Regions from separate parts of the Mus musculus genome. Here region 2 is linked to region 1. A link is a contact called in public HiChIP or PLAC-seq data. All regions are on one chromosome and are shown on one strand. Each heading gives the region's core, a stretch centred on a gene start, on an enhancer-like site or on the middle of the called end of the contact. The rest is flanking DNA. Distances are from core to core; before and after follow the strand shown. Region 1 holds the start of Cfap126 (cilia and flagella associated protein 126). Region 2 holds the start of Dcaf8 (DDB1 and CUL4 associated factor 8).

Region 1 (2,885 bases), core at 306-2,805:
AGCACTCCCAGTCACTGAGCCATCTCCCCAGATCCCTTCCCCACCCCACGTCCTTCCTTCAAACCAGCACCTATGATCTATAGAATAATGGGTTTCATTGTGACATTTTCATTCATGTAGGATTCTGATTGCGTTCACCCTCTTATGCCCCTCCCCCTCCCAGTGGACCCCACCTGCTTCCCCCTATACCCTCTTCTCACTTCACGTGGACTTTTGTTCTTGTTGTTTGGTTGTTGAGATAAGGCCTTTCTATGCATCCCTGACTGGCCTGGAACTTACTATGTAAACCTGGTTGGCTCACATTTAGAGGTCTGACTCCTCCAAGTTCTGAGGTTAGAGGCGTCACCATGCTTTCGTGTTTGAGTGTGTGTGTGTGTGTGTGTGTGTGTGTGTGTGTGTGTGTCTGAGCTCAGAGATGCTTGCACACGTGGGAGGTTATTCCCAGGAGCATGGACCACCTACCAGTGTGGCTGGTTACAACACTGAAAAGAAGATCCTGCCCTCTCCAGAACTATTAACATAAAGGGCGGGGCCTTGTGAGCCCCTCCCCCAGCAACAGTTAACGCCTCCATAGCTCCAGGAAGGAGGGGGGGCCTCATGAGTCCCTTCCCTGTTTTTTGGAGACAGGATCCTACTACATAGCCAAGGCTGGTCTTGAACTTGAGATCCTCCTGCCTCCACTTCCTGGATACTGGGATTACAGGCGTGCACAGCCATATCTGGCTCTTAAGTATCTTTGGACAACTTGGGTTTTTTCCTTTTTTTAAAACTTAAGACTTTGTAACTGACAAGCCCTCTTTAGTTCTAACACCCCAATAGATGAGTAGATGGACTTAACAGAAATTTCAATGAGTCTCTCAGGGTTCCTTGGTTTTATAGCTAATAGGCTCAGGCCCTGGTACCTACTCAGTTTCCCACCCTACGTTCTGATTTGCCATATCCTAACCAACACTATGAAGCTATATCTTGGGTCCTGTGACTGTAGGGGGATGGAGGAGACAGGAGTCACTTAAGGACCAAGGATAAGACATATATTTCCTTTTGGGAACAAACCAGTTGGTTGCTTCCTAAGCAGTGTGCCTTTGTTATCCTGTGAGCAGCATCTTGGCAGCGCCCAATTCCCACTGTGAACATTTCATTCACCTTATTCTTCAGTGTACAAAGCAGGCCATCACTACAGTGTGTGATGGATGAGGGGTTAGGCTTAGTTCATTATACCACAGTGTCTCACACACTCAGCTCACGGGGGTTGGGGGGTCTCAAAGTTTGTTTAAATAGTTGAAGATGTCATTCAAAGACAACCTGGAAATTCTGAAGCAGACTTAACTATGTTGGGGAAACAGCTATTTACATGACAGTTATCCCTGATTTGTTTTGGACACATGCAAAGTATAGTAACTGAGGCAAATGCAGCGGTCCTGCTCAGTGGTCCTGGGATTTTGGAAGCAGAGGCAGGAGGACGGGGTGTTCAAGGTATCCATGGCTACTTCTCAGTTCATTTTCTCATGTTTGTTTGGGCCTCTATACTCTAAAATGAAAATGAACCTACGTTTCAGAGAGAAAGGAAGAGGGTAGTGTAAACCACAGAATGTAGCCCAACCCCTGCTGACCGGGAGTAACTCCCAGAAGGCTGGCCTTCTGCAGTTGCCAGGCAACAAGTGTAAACAGCACTGGATCATGGCCACTAACTACAGTGCCAACCAGGTAAGCGCTTGCTCGTCACCCTTTTACATTTGAGTTTATGTTCCAGATGCTGCCCTTGACTGCCCGCTCCCATCAGACTCTGACTGGGTTGAGGCGGTGCTTCATCTCATGGGTGGGAGGGCCCAGGAACAAGCAAAGAGGATCTGGGTTAAATCTGTAGACCGTAAGCCAGGAAGCAGTGATTTTATTTGTACAGGCCAGAGTAAGCAGTTTAGGCTTTGTAAGTCAAGTGACAAAGTCATATCTATTTATATGAAAGTTAGCACTAATTTGTTTCAGAAAAATTCAAAATATAGGGGTAGAGATGCTCCCCAGTGGTCCCCGAGGCAGGAGGATGGGTGTTCAAGGCATTCTGGGGCTACATACTGAGTCCAAGGCTAACCTGAGCTTCAAGAGAACCCCTCCCCCTCCACACACACACAGAGAGAGAGAGAAAGAGAGAGAGAGAGAGAGAGAGAGAGAGAGAGAGAGAGAGAGAGAGAGAGAGAGAGAGAATGAAAACAAGGACACAAAATAGTCACTGATGGTTCGAGGCCAGCCTGGTCTACATAGAGAGTTCCAGGCCAGCCAGAGTCTTGTAGTAAGAAAAGAAACAAAATATTGCCTACACATTTTTGGAGTTCCTTTGGAGAAAATATTTTCCTTCTTTAGTATTCCCAGTTTAGTGTTGTTCTTTTTCTTCGTTTATGTGTATGTGTGTGAGTAGGTAGACAGGTAAGGTTTTGCTACTACCTACCTATCCCAGACTGGACCACAAAGTCACAACCCTCCTACCTTCCTCTGCTAAGCGTGAGGCTTACAGGTGTGTGCCACCTTGGCCAACTACCTTCTGTCAAAGCAACACAAATGGTTGTTTTATGTCTACAAATATTTTTACAAATGGTCTATTTTTACAAATAAAAAACGTTCTTGCCAGGGAGGCAGGGACAGAAGGGTGGAACCCAGCCTCAAAGAAAGAAAGAAAAAGAGAGAGAGAGAGAGAGAGAGAGAGAGAGAGAGAGAGAGAGAGAGAGAGAGAGAGAGAGAGAGAGAGAGAGGAAAGAAAGAAAGAAAGAAAGAAAGAAAGTGGCGTTTTCTGCCCCTTGGCCTTCTAAAAGCAGGTAGCAATGTGGATTTGGTTACCATCCCTTGGTCTAATCTAGCAGTCTCCAGCAGTGTGTCACAAACATAATTTAAAAGGT
Region 2 (3,077 bases), core at 354-2,853, 1.0 Mb after region 1:
GCAGAGGCAGGCAGATTTTTGAGTTCAAGGCCAGTCTGGTCTACAAAGTGAGTTCCAGGACAGCCAGGGCAAGGAAACCCTGTCTGGAAAAACAAACAAAACAAAACAAAAACATTACTTCCAGGAAAAAAAACTCTTCATTCTGATGTCTACCCTAAACAGTGAAAAACAATTATTTTATTCTACTGCCTACCCTGGATATAATGATCCTACTAGATTTTTCTGCTACAAATAAGAATGCTCCAGCCTGCTAGCTAGGAGTAATCTGGAATCCTAGAATCCTGGTTAGGTTTCCTTTAGGTGTCAGCAGAAAGTAGTGTACAGAGGTTACCTAAAACCAGCAACCTGCAGAGTTATGTGGCGTATCCATGTTTTAGCTGTATTTTCACAACAGCTAAATTATGAATAAACCTAGATATTTATCAACAGATGAATGAATTAAAGAAAATATAGAATATATACACAATAGGATCCATCAACTATGAAGAATGAAATAGTATTTGCAGATTATAAACAACATAAGTTAGACTCAGAAAGACAAATATGGCATGTCCTCTCCCATATGCAGAATCTGGATTTAAGTTCATGTATACATATGTCTATTAATTACACACACGTATTCATATTTAACAACAAAGTAGACAGGAGACTGAGAGGCAAGGAAGAGATATAAAGAGAGTTGAAGGAAAGCTAAGAAAAGAGAATGGAGTATACACTAGTCACAAAACTTAGTGGTAGTTATTGGAGGAAGGTAACCAAGAAGGGGAAAATGAGTGGGAAGGGGGCCATGAAGAAACAGGCATGACACATACATATGAAAATGCCACATGGAAACCTATTGCGTGTGTGTGTGTGTGTGTGTGTGTGTGTTGGGGATCGGGGAAGGACTTATTCTAGCCCCGAACTTACTATCCGTTGTTCTAGGTTGACCTCCAACTTGTGTATATCCTGTCTCAGCCTCCTGAGTGCTAGTTTGTAACCTGTTAGTTTGTATGCTCATTTAAAAAATTAAACTCTGCAGCGTTGAGCGCCTTTAATCCTAATCCCAGCGCCTGAGAGGCAGAGGCAGGTGGGTGATCTCTGTGAGATCTACAGTTCCAGGACAGCCCGGGTAGAAAGATCCTGTTTCAAATGAATAAATAAATCCTGTTTCTAAGCCGTGTCACTCCCACCCCCAGGTGTGGGGATCAAACTTTTAAAACTTTTAGACCCTTAGGAAGCATTCCAACATCCCCAAACCTTAGTGACTCTTTTAAACAAATGGACAAATGGGTGCTGGCAGAAGGCCTCTTAAGAAGCCATTGAAGGAAATGCAGCTTTGAGCCTGAAAGGAGAAAGGGGTTTTTCTTTAAACAAGGAAACAAACAAACAAAAAAATATGGCAAGAATTAGAACCTCAGGCCTGGAGGACACCTAGAAGTTTGCCTGCCAGAGCCTTTGGAATGAGGTTCATTTTCCGGCACAACTCCAAGGAGCCCCTAGATCGCATGTGTTTTGAATACCAGGAGACAAGCCATCACTCTCAAAGTACGAAAACAACTTGACTCCTCCGCCCCGCGCACGCGCCCCTCGCGGCTTCGGTTGGCCCGAGGCTCCGCCCCTTGTGCGGCCACCGGGAGGGTTGGGAGCCCAGAGCTCGCGGGACCGCTCTCGCTCAGTCTCCTCCAGCACAGCGTCGCAAACCCCGCCGGAAAGCGTGACGGCGCAGGCGCAGGCGCGGAGACCCGAGACGGTGGTGGTGGCTGCCGCTGGCCAGTGTAAGATGGCGGCGGCGTTGGTGGCGGCAGTGGACGGGGCGGCTGGGCCTGGAACAGTCGGAGCATCCGCTGGCAGAAGGATGACCCTAGATGGGAAGCGGGCTGCCGGGCCTCGCCAGCTCCCGTGCTTGTAACTGCCCCAGCCGGACGCCCTCCCCTTGACCTACCGGGTCCGTGTTTCGTCCGGCTCGGCCTGTTCCCCCCTCTCCCTGACCGCTTCCCCGCAGGACAGGCCCGATCCCTTTCCTAAAACTCCCGGACTTTAAGTCTTACTCCCCTCCTCCGAGTCGGTGCTGGGAGGACTCGTCCTCTGCCCGGGTCGGTCCACGGGGTTGCCCCCTAGGGCCAACCCCATGACTCACAGGGGCTTCTCGTTCGTCCGGTGACCCATTCGTAAACTCTCATTTCTCCCTTTATAATTTGGGGACCCGGCTCTGTTGGCGTCTCCTAGTCACTTCAGGGCCACCGCGCAGTGTGCCCCCTTCCCCCATCCCAAGATCTCAGGCCCAGCACCTCGTACGGAAGGCCGAGGTCCAAGAAACTGGCAGTCTGTTCTTGAATGCTTTGTGATCTAGTTCTCTTAATGTACTTCCCCTCCCCGTGTCCCGAAATCTTTTAGGACACCTTAGAACGGTCCCGCTTGGTCCTTATTAGTTGGAAAGCATCTGGCGGCTTGAATTTCTGACTCATGATTGTTGGTGTAGTCTGTAAACAAACCCGCACTAGAGCGATCACATTCTCCCGCGGATTCTCCCCTCCCCCCCCCTGCTCCGGAGTTTGCTTGAGACGGGTGGTTTGGTTTAAGAGTTGAAAAGATACAGGTTTTCCTCATAAGTGACTCTTTAGCCTTGGTGGAGCTGGGAGATAACTTTGCCTGGCGTTTAAATCTTGTGTTAATCCTTTGTGTTTCCATTACGGGCATGGGTTTTGTTCAGTAGTCAGAATTGAGTTAGGTAAGTTGTTTTGGTTTTAAATAGTTGTGAGGAGACTTTAAAAAAAAAAACATTAAAGTGTGGTCATAAATATTTTGGCTACTTTCAGAAGAGACGCCTTTGCCATGTAAACTTTCACTTTTCTCAGTTCTTCAGCGAACCTCCAGACCAGTTTTCTCAGGATCTTGGGCCTGACTTCGGTCGGCGATAAAAGCAGGAAGGTGAGTGGCATTGAAGGCGTTTAATTCCTCAATTCAAGACCCTTTCCTCATGCGAAAGTGCAGACCGCTAAACTCAACAATTGTTACCCCTGTTTCCGCAAGTTTGGATATTGTTAGCAGCTTTGTTACAATTTTGGTTAAATTTCTTACAAATTTAATTGGCTGTA

What was found. HiChIP or PLAC-seq counts read pairs in DNA pulled down with a chosen protein or histone mark.
Region 2: an H3K27ac HiChIP or PLAC-seq map of microglia shows a contact between it and region 1, with 6 times the contacts expected there. The contact joins the promoter of Dcaf8 here to the promoter of Cfap126 in region 1. A contact is called at or near these places in 1 of 39 promoter capture datasets (liver) and 2 of 115 datasets of contacts at active chromatin or transcription factors (large pre-B cells and microglia).

The regions. Positions count from the first base shown.
Region 1 is chr1:171,121,490-171,124,374 of GRCm38.p6, forward strand. Cfap126 (cilia and flagella associated protein 126) reads left to right here and starts at 1,556. Exons shown (of 5, transcript NM_001379426.1): 1 at 1,556-1,704. The coding sequence starts at 1,678.
Region 2 is chr1:172,146,412-172,149,488 of GRCm38.p6, forward strand. It overlaps Dcaf8 (DDB1 and CUL4 associated factor 8), which reads left to right and starts at 1,604. Exons shown (of 14, transcript NM_001357204.1): 1 at 1,604-1,927; 2 at 2,838-2,910.